Linked DNA regions of Mus musculus: all the other regions are linked to region 1. A link is a contact called in public Hi-C and Micro-C data. All regions are on one chromosome and are shown on one strand. Each heading gives the region's core, a stretch centred on a gene start, on an enhancer-like site or on the middle of the called end of the contact. The rest is flanking DNA. Distances are from core to core; before and after follow the strand shown.

Region 1 (4,459 bases), core at 644-3,143:
CAAAAAGCTTTAGAGAAGTGGAGTCGTCGTATCTAGCACCCTACTTAGGAACCTGGACTTCTACAGTATAGACAGCCCTCAGTCCTGCAGTTGCACATAAAGTTGAGAACAGGGTGGAAGCAGAGGGGGAATGTTTTGTTGGGAAGAACTCCACCTGTCTAGAACAATAAAAATAACCTCTGATGAGCAAGCTTTGGTGTTCGAGAAGGAGATCTGGATTTGAAGTGATGGTTGTATGTGGGGACTTGACAGAAGAGGCCAACACTGTTCTCAGAAAGGAACAAGTCCCGCATAGTGCCCCCAAGGAGACAGTAGGCTGGTGCGACTGGTGTGGGAGACCACAACTGGGGTCTGTGTGGCTCTGGTAACTATTGGGGCCACCTTTAGTCTGGGTCAGGGACTCACACTGCATTGCCCCAAATGTCAACACAGGGCTACTCTTATCTTGGAAATCAGCCCTAGCTGGTCTAGACATCGTGGGTCAAATACTCCAGACTGATGTGAATTGAACGGTGTATCAATGCATTATCTGAAAAACCATAAAGTGTATTTAAGCAAAGAAGTTTGGATCCTGGGGCAAATTCAAAATGTACACACTCGAAAGAAGTTTTTTAATGAAAACCTCGGTGGACAACGAAGGAGGTCTTCACTGTGGAACACAGGTGAGGGCAGCTGATGTTGCTTCTTACTGGGGTGGGAAAAGGGCGAGTCTTGAACATCGAAGAGCCCACTTTGTGTTAATGGAATGGATTTTAGGACTTATATCCTGCAGGGCTGCGTCTTGGAGCCATGGAAAGGGAGTTCGCATCAAACACAAATCTCTTTATAAAGCAGGCTTTTTAATGGTTGCTGGTTGAATAAAGTTGTAGTGTTGGACCTACTAAGTTCATAGTTGAGGAAGCTTGGAACAAACTGGAGCATCAGTTTGAGCGTGTTGGGAGGCAGTAAATGAAGTCTGGAACCTATGTACCCTGCTGAGGAAGGACAAGCAACCGCCTGTTTAGTCTGCGTGAGACTTTCTGCCATAGGGGTGTTTTATTCCTGCAAACAAGACCAACCAGGTTTCTGTCCACTCTCACACTGAGAAAGCTGCCAATGTTGCAATTTAGAGGAATCAGATCATCGCTAGCAACGCCCTCCATGGGGCCTGTTCTCGCTCCGCGGTAGCCTTTCTGCCAGATCTCCCTAGGCTCCAGGCTGAAGGGATTCCCACCCCCAGCAGCCTCCCGCGAGCCCCGCGGAGCCGTGGACTCCTCCCCTGGAAACTCCTCCGGGGCTGAGGAAGGCTTTGGCGCATGCTCCGTACCTAGGGCAGGTTTTTTTGCTGCGGGTAGCAGGGCTCCTGTCACACCGGCTGGCGGGTTGTGGCGGTGCCAGCCCGCGTGAGCGAGTGTGTGCGCGTTGCCTGCGCCTGGGCGGGCGGACCCGGAGCAGTAGTGCGATTTGCCCGGGAGGCGGCTCCGCAGAGGCGTCTTGCTCGCCGCCGCCGAGGGGCGGCTTTGCAAACTTGCGGCGGGCTCTCGGCGCCCAGGGACCCGTGGGCAAAGGTGCCGGGCGCGGTGCACGCGGAGGGCTGGGGCTGCGGGACCGGGCCGAGCCTTCGCCCTTGGCCCGCGCCCTGGTGAGCCTCATGCAGCTCCTGTGCTCGCCACCGCAGCTGCCCCGGGAAGGTCCGGGACACGAACCCCGCACCGCAGCGCCTGAGCGTCTACCGACCGGCGGCGGGATGCTCCGTGTCGCCTGAGAGCGCCGCGTCCAGGTACAAGAGGAGCCGGCTGGAGCCCGGCGCCCCAGGGATCGAGAGGAGCCCCACGCCACAGCCGCCGGCGCCGGCGCCCGTCTTCTCGGCTCCGCTCGTAGGCCCCGGCTCTGCCAACCCCGGAGTGCGGCGGGGCAGCCAGACAGCCGTTCTCTTCGGCGGCAGGGGCATGGAGGAGCGGCGGGCTCCGAGCCGCGCCCCGGAGTCCCCGAAACTTCCGAGCAGGCGCCCGATCGCGCCGCTGGCGCCGCAGCCACCTCACCTGCCGGCCTGAGAACGGGACCATGGATGAAAGGTTCAACAAGTGGCTGCTGACGCCGGTGCTCACTCTCCTCTTCGTGGTCATCATGTACCAGTACGTGTCCCCTTCCTGCACCAGCTCATGCACCAACTTCGGGGAGCAGCTCCGCTCCGGGGAGGCCCGCCCGCCCGCTGTCCCGAGTCCTGCCCGACGGGCACAAGCACCCCTTGATGAGTGGGAGCGGCGGCCCCAGCTGCCACCGCCACCCCGGGGACCGCCCGAGGGGTCTCGTGGGGTCGCGGCTCCCGAGGATGAGGATGAGGATCCCGGGGACCCGGAGGAGGAGGAGGAGGAAGAAGAGGAGGAGCCGGACCCCGAGGCGCCCGAAAACGGCTCCCTGCCCCGGTTCGTGCCTCGATTCAACTTCACCCTCAAGGACCTGACCCGCTTCGTGGACTTCAACATCAAAGGGCGGGATGTGATCGTGTTCCTGCACATCCAGAAGACCGGGGGCACCACGTTCGGCCGGCACCTGGTGAAGAACATTCGTCTGGAGCAGCCATGCAGCTGCAAAGCTGGCCAGAAAAAGTGCACCTGCCACCGGCCGGGCAAGAAGGAGACCTGGCTCTTCTCCCGCTTCTCCACCGGCTGGAGCTGCGGGCTGCATGCCGACTGGACCGAGCTCACCAACTGCGTGCCGGCCATCATGGAGAAGAAGGATTGTCCCCGCAACCACAGCCACACCAGGTACTGTCCCGCGTCTGTTGGTTTCCTGAACCCCACTCCCTTCCCCCAAGTCCTGACCCCGCCAGTCCCGCGTCGCGCTCCCTTAGCTGTTTGGCAGTGGCTTTCCAAAGGGTGGGCAGCGAATTTGGGTGAAGGGTGAGAAACCGCTGGATACCCACCGGGGGGGGGGGGTGTCTTGAGTTGGTTTCTTTCCCATGCTTCACTGTTTCTTGCCACCCCCTGTCACCTTCAGCCATGTCCACGGCCATCCTGATGTGCATTCTGCACAGTGCCTAGCATTGTGTGATGAGGTATTTGGAGCAGACACTAAAGAACAGCTATGGAATAACCAGGGTGTCGAGGGAGAGAGGTCGAGTCTTGAACTTAAATTATGTGGTGGAAATCCAAAGAATAGGGGATCCGGGAGTGCAGACATAGTTTTTCAGGAATGGTGAGGCTGGAGCATAATGTCCTTCTAAGTGGCTCTTGGATGGCTGCTTGCCAGCTTAGAGAACAATCCTCTTGATGCCGCTTTGAAGATCTACACGTGCAAAATCGTGCTCCACTGTGATAACCCTAATTCTGGAGATGGTCCTTGTTGCTGGGCAATGCCAGGATTTGGACTCATGCTGTTCTTCGTAAGACTGCCTGCCTCTTTCCCCCTTAAGCCATTCCAACAGTTTATTTAAACATTATTTGTTAAATGCCTACTGTGTGCCTGGGTATGTGTTGAGTGGATACAAAGATCTAATGAGCGAGAGGAAAGCTAGCCGGTTAAAACAGTACTGCTGTTGAGGATTGAGAAAGTTTGAAGTCTCTGCTGCCAATGCAGCTGCTTACATTATTGTCCTTTCAGAGAATCATGGGCTTAAGAACATGGTTGGTCGCTCATTCTGCCCATTGCCATCTGGAGATTAATCTGACATGCTCAAGGGAATAAAATATTAAAAGATCAGAACACTAGTTTTATTGAAGTTTTTATCTCAAAGGTTTCAAACAATTTGGTGTAAGGGAATAGGAATTGAAACAGTCAGCTCAATATGTTGATGTCAGATAGCTTTCTGCATTGGACATCAGTGAAAAGCTTCATTTACTGCCCAGATTCTGCCCAGGTTCTGAATTTTGTCACGATTGCGGCATCTAATTCTACTTCATTTCCCTGAGAACGAGCAGACTTTCATTATAGGAATCTTTTTGCCTTTTACTCTGGCAGGTTTTTAAATGCTTTATCTCCCAGCTACTACCGTCTGTGTTTGATAGAAATTGGTGAGAATAAGAAGCTGATAGTCTTTCTCCCTTAGTGTGCTTGAAGGGGTTTACACCTGTAAATATTTTAATAGTACACTGAGTACACTGTTTTAAAACCCACCATTGTGTTTTAGCTTAAAACTTCTAAGTTAAGTATTGCATTCAACCTCCCCACGGCATTGCACGTGACTTCGGTGAGATTGTCTCTGCTCTACATCACTCCATGGAGTGGCCTTTGATTTAGATGTTAGACATTCCTGGTTGATCCCAAAGAGTTTGGGAGCCTGTTTCATTTTGTCCATTGTAGTAAATAAAACTGGAATCTTTCATTAGCACATCAAAACCCCTGGTGACCTTCAATGAGTGTCAGTATTAAAAAAAAACAAAACAAAAACAAATAGAGCAACGTCTTAGTGAGTAAATGAAGATTTACACGTATTAAGGAGGATGGGAATTGTGTAGTAGTTGGGTTTTGGATGGGTGGG
Region 2 (4,848 bases), core at 259-2,758, 200 kb before region 1:
TGCCCTCTTGGCTGCTGCACCTGGTTCCCTTCCCCCTTTTCTCACACAGCTCAGGGCCATGTCCACTCTCCCAGATGTCTCTATCTCCCTTTTACCTACACCATACCTAAGAGCAGCCACGTCCTTTTTTTCATTCAAAAGTCATCATAATGTGTAAGTCCTTGTAAGCATGAAGTAACACTAAGGTATCAAAAGCTTTGAATAACAAACCCACGTTATTTAGCGATGTGTAAAACGTTGCTGCCATATAGTGTCTGTTCAAACAGAGCAGCTATGGGCGTAACCTACCTGATTAATTTAACGACAATCTTGTCCAAGTTCTTATGTCTTTGAATGAAATAGGCACAGTAAAGAAACCCAAATAGACACTTGGTGGGTGTATAAGAGAAAAGTTTATTCCAAACTAAGGTCATTGCTTGGGAAAGCAGAGGGCTAATACTGAAGACTGAGCAAGTAATGGGTAGGGACTTTGTTATGTAGGGTGAGCTAAAGGCACTGGAAGCATTTTAAGGATGCATCAATAGATACTTAGTCTAGGGCAGGAAATAGCCCCAGAAACCATTAAGCCAACCTAAAAAAAAAAGTGATTCTGGAAGTTTCTTTGGCGAGACTGAGAGGACTGCGGATTTTAAGAGAGCCACCCAGACCAACTGTGAGACTTGGTAGAATGGCTCTTGCATCTCTGATCCACTAGCAGACCTCAATAGTGTCAGGTCCCCCAAGAAATTCCTTTCCCCCAGGTAGGGCATCTAGACAAAAGCCAGCATTCCCTCGGGGTGGTGGTGGTGGTGAAGATAGTTCCTACTTGCTAAGTGGAGTTATTCTCCTATCTCTGGGAAAAGGGACATTTGGCTCTTCCATTAACTTATGACAGTGGGGTCTATTAGCCCGTCAAGGTCCCATATAACCCAGAAGATAAATCCCCACCATCACCCCAGCCCGCGCAGCGCTTCTCTCTGCTTTCCCGAGAGACAGCCTTCGCAGTTTGGAATAAACTTTTTTTTTCCCCTTTTCACCCACGGAGTGGCTATTTGGGTTTCTTCCCCCATTTCATTCAAGAAGTCCAGTCATCTCTCTCGGACGTCCCTGGAGACTTCCTGAGACTCTCTGGCCTTACCAGCCCAGGCGGCGGCGCCTTATCCCCCAACACTACCCGAAGGAATCTGGGCTCGCTCCAGGAACCCGCCGCCCCTGCCAAGCCAGCCCGCGAGGCCGGCCCAGAAGGGCTCTAGGGCCCGCGCATGCGGACTCGGCGGCCGCAGCCCGGCCTCCCCAGCCTCTTCCTCCTCGGCGCTCGGCGGCGGTTTGGAGCCCGCTGACAGCTCCACGACCAGCGGACGCAGCCTCGTCTTGTGCTTCCACGTTATCCTATCAGAGGCGGGGCGGGGCGCCAGCCCCCACAACCAATCAGCGCCAACCACGACCCGGGCGAGCTGGGCCGCTCTGTGGCCAGAAGGAAGGCGATTGGGCGGCGGCGGCGCCCGGGGCGTGGCTCCGCGGGCCCCGCCTACCGCTGTTTTCCGCCGCCGGGCGCCAGCCGCCGCTGAGGCCCGAGCGCTGACCGAGCGAGCGAGCGAGTGGACGGGGCGCTTCGCTGCGGGCTGTTGGCCGCGCGGGCTGCTGGGCCGCGCACCTTCCTGCTCTTCGGCTCAGGCGCCCTTGGACATGGTGGCCCCCGGCTCGGTGGGCAGCCGGCTGGGCGCGGTGTTCCCGTTCCTGCTGGTCCTGGTGGACCTGCAGTACGAAGGTGAGTCCCGCCCTGCTCCCGGGGCGGGCTTCGGGTCCCGGTCCCGGCTGGGAGCGGCGCTCCGGGGCGCGAGGCTGGGTCCGAGCCCGGTTCCGGTTCCGTGGGCTGAGAGGCGGGACTGGCGGGCCGCGCGCGCGAGGCCGGTTTCGGCGGCCTGGGCCAGCGCAGCCGGGAGTCCGGCGTCCGGGGGACCCTGGATCGGGGGTGCCGGGAGGAGGCGAAACGGCGGCATGCACGGGACGGGTCCCGGTTCCGGAGTGGCGGGCCAGGGCCCTTTCCGAAGCCAGTCCCATTCCCTCACGACCCCGCGTCGGGCGCGCAACTTAGGCTGGTGCCTGGAGAAGCCCACCTCTGGGCTCGGAGCTCCCGGCGCCTAACTTGCTGGGCTGGCTGTGGCTTCACAGTTCCCAGCAAGGCGACATTCAACTTTGTCCCCCCACTGACGTTACTTTTTCTAGTCATCGCAAAAAAAAAAAAAAAAAAAAGTCTCTTAAAAAAAAAAATAGGGAGCGCTTACGTTTCACCCTGGGCTCCAGACTGGAATGTTGGCTACTCCCAACAGAATAGCAAAAAATAGAGGCCTGTCCTATCTTGGGTGTCAGAGCGGGGAGGAGTTAGACATTGAAGCCCCAAATGCCCACTGAACTTCCCAACTTGGTTACGGTGCTGTAGTGACATCTGTCCTGGGCACTGCTCTGTACTCATTCCTGTAAGTCTGGGGATAGTTGTCATGGAAAGAGTAAACAGTTGAATATTCCATTTGGAGGGACTGAGGAACTGAAATTGGGAACAGTTTATGATGAAACCATCATAGAAGTCTATGCGGGTTTCTTTCTTTCTTTTTTTTAAAGACATATGCTTAGGTTTTTAACCATTAAAGGTATGGTTTTTGTTGGTTTTGGCTTCCTGATCACCATACGTTCTTTGAACCCCAAATCAGAATGTGTACTGTGGCAATATTGAGACCAATAATTTGATGTTGGAGCCAGCCTCAAAAGTGAGGGGATTGGAATTTGAAGGCCTGGACCACTTTAGTATGGGTCATATGTTCTAACTTTCTTTCATTTTCTAATTCTTTCCATCTGCATTGATTGTGCCCAGTTATCATTAGTGACTTATTTTAGTAACTTAAGGGAAAGTTGTCTATGCTCTACTTAGTGTCGATTTAACTTACTCTCCAGACATGGGAGTGCTTATTTTTGTTTGCCTTACCTCATCCAGGAGCTTGTAGATCAAGCACCTTATTCGAGTTTCTGTTCTTTGCAGGATTAGGACTTTTAGCATTTCATCTCTCTACTGTGGTATTTCTATAAGAAAACTCCGAGTTTTCCCGTCAGGAAAGCACCAGTGGCCTCTCTGAGGAGAAAGCCAGTGTTGCTTTTCCAGGAGTATTACCTGTGCAGAATGGCAGGTGATGGAGAAGGAAAGAGCATTTCTGTAAGCCAGCTCTTATTCCACAGAGATATGTGATAGTCTCTGTGTTACACATCTGGGAGCTGGTGTTCCAAGAGCTTAATGAAAATTTATCTTGGGACTGGAGAAATGGTTAGTGTGTTTGTTGGCCTTGCAGAAGACTGGAGTTGCATTCCTAGTACCAGATCAGGATGCAGTGAGTTAGTTGTAATTACTCACAACTCAGTCTTCTGGTTCCACAAGCACCCAAAGAGGGGTGTGTGTGTGGGTGGGGGGTGGGGAGAGAGGGAGAGAGGTGGGGTATGAGAGAATGAGAGAACACATGCACACACATGAGCCCTTGTGTGTGTGTACACAGAGTAAAGAAAATCTTTAAAAATAAAATTTACCTCTGTATGAAGGTGGGAACAGGAAATTGTACATAGCATTCACTTCAAGCATTTTAAAGTCGGACGGCCGAGCAAAATCAGCCTTTTAAGTTAGCAATAGAAAGTGACAGGGGGGGTGGTTTCCTGGCAGGCTCAGTGTAGTGGTCTTCCCAGGTGTGCTGGCTCATACCTGTGATTTCAGCAATCAAGAAGCTAAGGCAGGAGGATTATCATCAATTAAAGAGTGTTAGGCCACTCTGAGCTACTGTTTACTTTGTCTAAAAACAAACCCAAAACCAAAAGAAAACCCAAGACCAAACAACCCTCCCCTAAACAAAACAGAACAAAAACCAAAAATCCTCAAATACCAAAACCTGCTTTTCCTCCCAAAACAGTGGTTCTCCAGCTTGATTGTATACCAGAATCTCACATAGAATACTTGTAAGAGTTGGGCACACTTACAGAACGTCTGATTTAGTAGGTCTTGATGGAAAGTGAAATTTTCATTTCTGAGAGGATCCCAGATGACCACATTTTGAGAATCACTGGTGTAATAAAGTATCTGTAGGAATTGAATTAGAGGTTATGCTGTTTGTTAGAATTGGTGATGAGGTTATTAAGATACAGAGTAGCAAATTGTTAGCTTCTGTTTTCTTAAATGGCTTAGTTATATCTGGGTCCATTAGCCTCTGTCTTGAGGAGGCATGCAGGTCAGGTGCTGCCACACTGCACTTAAGGCTGCAGAGAGAAGACATAAGGGAGAGTTCTGTGAGAACAGGAAACGTGAAACACAGTTTCGTACTGTAGAGATGGAGTGGCACACCTCAGTGGCCTGCTTTTTTCCTGATTTAAACTGGGCTTTTCTGTTGTAATCCACAGGAGGGAAGCATATATCATTGGCTGACTCTTCAAATTTCCTTTCTGAGAGGTTTTGAAAGAAAGCTAGAGCAGGAGAAATAGAATTTTTGAGTAGAAAGAAAATTGTAGGGACTGGAGGTGGCCCTGTTAAGAGGCTGCCAGCATCGCACAAGCAGCTCCAGGGAGCCGAGGTGCCGGGGTGCCTTCTCTCTCACACTAGAGAGACACACGTGAGATCCAAGCAGAGGAAGACATCTTAGCACTCTCACATTACAAATAAGATTATTTCATTTTATTGCTAGTGGCTTGGTGAGTTGAGTATGAATACAGACAAAAAACATTTTGTTGTCTTAGTTTTCTTTTTCTCTTGACCTATATCACATTTCCTGTTCTCATAGAACTTTCCCTTATGTCTTCTCTCTCCAGCCATAAGTGCAGTGTGGCACCACCTGACCTGCATGT
Region 3 (4,846 bases), core at 122-2,621, 220 kb after region 1:
ACAGACAGTTTTGCATCGATGACCTTGTCCTTTGGAGTTCACAGTTTGAGAATTCACCTCCTGTTCTGGGAAGTTTTCTGCTGACAGTTTTCTGCTGAATGCTGTACATGAAATAGTCTGTTACAATAGGAACAGGCTCCTATGTTGACTGAAGAGACTATTGTTGATAGAAAATCAAGGGACTTACTGGAATGATAAGGAAAATTAACCTTTGTCTAGAGGGAAAGAAAGATAAATTATATTTGGCATGTTTCTTCTATATTTGTACAAAATATTTGCATAGTTTTCTGCCAGAGAAAAACAATTTAAAATAATTTCTAAGCATATTTTCTGATCAAATACACACTTGGCATAGTTAGCAAATATTGACTCTTCTCAAATTTTATTCCAATATTGTTCTAGGTTGCGCCCTGGGTTCCCATAGCTCCTTTGTTTACTCCTGACTTAATACACATCACCTTTCTGGTTTTAATTTTGTTGTATTCACTTCACTGTTCATTTTAGGGGTGGGAGGGGACAAAACGTGTCCCACGGCCTTGTGCACCATATTTATGACAGGAATTCATATATGTGCATTACTATGCAAACAATGGCGACACCAGTCCACAGTTAGGGAGTCACCATGGAGGCAGTGTGACTCCATGAAGTACCTTGCTGCAGCTGGTATCTTTTTTTATTTTTAAAGATTTATTTATTTATTATATGTGAGTACACTGTAGTTGTCTTCAGACACTCCAGAAGAAGGCATCAGATCCCATTACAGATGGTTGTGAGGCACTATGTAGTTGTGAGATTTGAACTCAGGACCTCTGGAAGAGCAGTCAGTGTCTCTCCAGCCCGTTATTTTTTTTAGACACGTAAAAGGATCATGTAGCAGCATTCATGACAGAAATCAGAAAACATTATGTAGTACCACCTGACAGATTTGACTGAGTCACTATTAGTAAGAAATGCATGACCATAAAGGTTTATATTTAATTTTCAAAAGCTAAGCAGACAAGAATGTGTAATCTTTGTGGAGCAGGGGCTTAAAGTTATTGACTCACTGGTCCTAGACAATTATACTACCTCTGGCTATATATCCCCAGCCAAGAGTTTAGAATATAACACAAAACACACCTAGACTTACAGTGGTGTTAGGATGGGTTAAAGCATTATCTCAGAACATCAACAAATGCTGCTTTTCTCTCCAGTTACTAGGCAATGGTGATTTTCTGGAGATGATAGCTGTTGTATCGGTTAGTAATCTTTTTGCCCTGAGTGACCAGTTAAACAACTCAAAGTGATTTCATGGTCCAGGAAAGTGGTAGAACACTCAGGAGGGTGGAGTCAAAATCTCATGAGTTCAAGGTCAACAGGGGCTTCAGATTAAGACTAAAAACAAAAGAAAAGTGAATTGTCTCATTTCACAAGTGTCGGGGATTACAAATCCACATCATCACCAGATTCTCCAGCCCTGGGAAAATCCATCCCTGAGACAATCCTTTCTAACTCAACATTGCAAAATTGCGTTTGGATAGGTAGGCAAGGCCCCACACGTATGTACATTGTATATATTACATATGTGTAGAAGAAAAGGTGTGGCTTCTCAAAGATAACCCAGTTTACTTTGTGAAGGCAGGGTGTGTGAACTCTCTAGTCTGAAATGAAGTTGTTTTCTGCTACCCCACAACCCTCTTGTGGAAAGACAACTCAGTGCAACAAATATGAGTGGAGACGGTGACCTCGTGAATGACTAAGTTCAGTGCCTACTTTCCATCTTCACTCAAACCTTTTGGAAAATGTCCCTTCAGATGCCAGTGTTAACCCATTGTGTGTTTATGACATTCAAGCATATGTGCACAGCCACTCCAAGTGTAGAGGCTGTAGTGCATGGAATGGCAGCAAAAAGAGGAACAAGCATACACGATGTTTGTGGCTTGAGTGTGAAATAGCCCACATGTGCTCATGTGCTAAATATTTGATCCACTGCTCTGCCAGCCAAAGGTGACTCATCACATTAAACCATGAGATAGTTAATCCTTCCTCCCTGTGTTTATTTCTGCTATTCTCTCACACCAACTAGAGCAATAGCTATTAAGATACCAGCTACGGGCTGGAGAGAGATGGCTCAGCGGTTAAGAACACTGTTCTTCCGAAGGTCTCTCTCTCTCTCATCACTTATGTATGCATCTGTCTATCTATCTATCTATCTATCTATCTATCTATCTATCTATCTATCTATCATCTATCTATCTATCTATCTATCTATCATCTATCTATCTATCTATCATCTATCTATCTATCTATCTATCTATCTACCATCTATCATCTATCATGTATGTATCATTCATGTGTGTATCTATCATCTATGTATCTATGTATCTACATATGTATGCATGTATGTATGTACATATCTATCTGTCTGTCTGTCTGCCTGCCTGCCTGCCTGAAGGCCTGCCTGCATGCCTATCTGGAAGTTTCTTTATATTAGCTTTTCATACTACCCCTCAAGTGGCCCTTAATTTTTGCTCTCTCTCCCCATATTTCCTCCATAGCCCTCCTCTACCCTCCTCCTATACACTCAATCCTCTCATTTCAACCCCCTGCTTATTCATTCCTAATTATTCTATTTCTCCTTCCTAAGGAGATAAACTCTCCCAAACTGTCCCTTACTCTAAACCTAACCTCTGTTGTCTTAGGTGTTGTGGCTTGGTCATCATTGACTTGACAGTTAGATCTATATGTAAGTCAATACATAACATACTTTCCTTTCTGGTTCTGGGTTACCTCAAACAGGATGACTTTTTTTCTAATTCCATCTGCTTACCTGTGAATTTCATGATGTCATATAAATGTACCACATTTTCTTTATCCATTCTTTTGTTGAGGACATTCAAGTTGTTTGCTATTTTGGGCTATTATGAATTGAGCAGCACTGAACATGGCTAAGCAAGTGTCTCTGAAGTAGGAAGAATAATAATTTTTATATATGCCCAAGAGAGGCATAGCTGAATCTTGACTTAGATCTATTCCCAACTTTGTGAGGAACCGCCACACTAATTGCCATAGTGGTTGTACAAGTTTCCACCCCCATCAGTAAAGGAAATATGTTCCCCTTGCTCCACAACCTCACCAGCATGACCTGCTACTTGCTTTATTGATTTTAGCCATTCTGATGGATGTAAGATGATAATCTCAAGGTAGTTGGATTGTCATTTCCCTGATGACTAAGGATGGTGAACAATTTTAAAAGTGTTTCTCAGCCAGTTAAATTTCCTCTTTGGAGAGTTCTTTGTTTAGATCTGTGCCCTATAATTTAAAGGAATTCCATGTTTTCTTGATATCCAATTTTTTGAGTCCTTTGTGATTTTGGATATTAGCCCTGTTTTGGATGCATAATTGGTAAAACTATTTTCCCATCCCATGGGCCCCCTGCTTTATCTGAATGATGGTATCCTCTAACTTTCAGAAACTTCAGTTTCATGAGGTCCCATGTTTTTGTTTTCTTTGTTGTTGTTGTTGTTTTCAATCTTACTGCCTGTGCTAACAGTGTTCTCCTCAGAAAGACTTTGCCTGTGTCAATTAGTTCAAGGCTATTCTGCACTCTATCCTTTTATCAGGATCAGTGTACCTGGTATTATGTTGAAGTCCATGATCCATTTAGAGCTGAGTTTTTTCTGGGGTGTCAAGTGCAGATCTATTTGAATCTTTCTACCTATAGTCATTCAATGTAGGCCAGCATTATTTGATGAGTAAGCTGTCTTTCATCAGTGTATATTTCTGGCTTCTCTGCCACAAACCAGGTGTCCATACATGTATGGTGTTATGTCTGGGCCTTCAGTTTCATTCCATTGATTGAAGTGTCTAGTTTTGTGCTGCCTGTACCATTATGTTGTTATTACTGTATCTCTGTAGTACAGCTTGAAATCAGGGATGATGATATCTCCAGAATTTCTTTTATTATTCTGGGTTACCTTAGCATTTTGTGTGTGTGTGTGTTTTCATTTGAAGATTGTCCTTTTAATTTCTGTGAAGAATTGTGTTGTAATTGTGAAGGGGATTGTACAGAATCTATAGGTTGCTCTTGGTAGGATGCCATTTTACTATCTTAATCCTTCCAATCCATTAGCATGGGAGATTTTTCCATCTTCTGATATCTTCAGTTTCTTTCTTCAATGTCCTAAAATTTTTATTGTCTAGGTCTTACACTTGCTTGGTTCCGGTTACCCCAATATATTTTATGTTATTTGAGACAATTGTAAAAGATGACGTTCCCCTGTTCCCCTAATTTCTTTCTTGGTCCATTTGTCATTTGTTTATAGGAAAGCTACTGATTTTTGTGCATTTATTTTGTATCCAGCTACTTTGTTGAAAGTGCTTATCAGCTGTAGGAATTTCTGGGTGAAATATTATGGGTCACTCATGTATAATATTGAGTCATGTGCAGATAAAGATACTTTGACTTCTTTCCCACTTGTATATTTGTCAATAAAAAAAATATCCCCTTCCTTTCTGGGTGGTGCTTCCCATAGCCCAGGATTATCTAGATCACCAGCTATTACCTGGTACCTGTGGGAAGGTGTTAGATTGAGAGCCACTTTAGCTCATGGCTCCTATGCCCTTTCATTTTCTCAGAATTCTAGGGTTTTTTTTTTTCTATTCTTCAAGATCAGTCATGTACTAGAATGGAGTTTTGAGAAAGAATTGTATCCAACATTTTGAGAAGTTCATTTTGGTTGGTATAGGGTGAGAAGCATGTATTCTCTGTCAGTTTAAAAATCATTCTCATTCTTTGAGATTCCAAAGCTACCTCTTCTAGTGGCTTGCTGCCAGGAAGAATCAATTCCCAGCTCTGAATATCCCC

Evidence for each region. Hi-C and Micro-C count contacts between places; a contact is called where the count stands out from the background.
Region 2: a Micro-C map of embryonic stem cells shows a contact between it and region 1, with 5 times the contacts expected there. The contact joins the promoter of Dnajc3 here to the promoter of Hs6st3 in region 1. A contact is called at or near these places in 3 of 484 Hi-C or Micro-C datasets (LSK cells and embryonic stem cells) and 1 of 9 other capture datasets (pancreatic islet).
Region 3: a Hi-C map of muscle stem cells shows a contact between it and region 1, with 4 times the contacts expected there. The contact joins the enhancer-like site here to the promoter of Hs6st3 in region 1. A contact is called at or near these places in 4 of 39 promoter capture datasets (the 3T3-L1 cell line, hippocampal neurons, liver and 1 more), 3 of 484 Hi-C or Micro-C datasets (cerebral cortex, frontal cortex and muscle stem cells), 6 of 115 datasets of contacts at active chromatin or transcription factors (SST interneurons, embryonic basal ganglia, embryonic forebrain and 3 more) and 1 of 9 other capture datasets (liver).

What each region holds. Positions count from the first base shown.
Region 1 is chr14:119,136,372-119,140,830 of GRCm38.p6, forward strand. It overlaps Hs6st3 (heparan sulfate 6-O-sulfotransferase 3), which reads left to right and starts at 1,894. Exons shown (of 2, transcript NM_015820.3): 1 at 1,894-2,747. The coding sequence starts at 2,044.
Region 2 is chr14:118,936,424-118,941,271 of GRCm38.p6, forward strand. It overlaps Dnajc3 (DnaJ heat shock protein family (Hsp40) member C3), which reads left to right and starts at 1,509. Exons shown (of 12, transcript NM_008929.3): 1 at 1,509-1,747. The coding sequence starts at 1,666.
Region 3 is chr14:119,359,655-119,364,500 of GRCm38.p6, forward strand. The region is part of intron 1 of Hs6st3 (heparan sulfate 6-O-sulfotransferase 3); the gene reads left to right. Among named protein-coding and RNA genes, the nearest start is that of Hs6st3, 220 kb to the left of the region's middle. Within about 2 kb of position 1,372, at least 4 of the 459 cell types and tissues checked have an H3K27ac peak or open chromatin away from gene starts, as enhancers often do. A contact at or near this core is called in muscle stem cells, where this site is marked.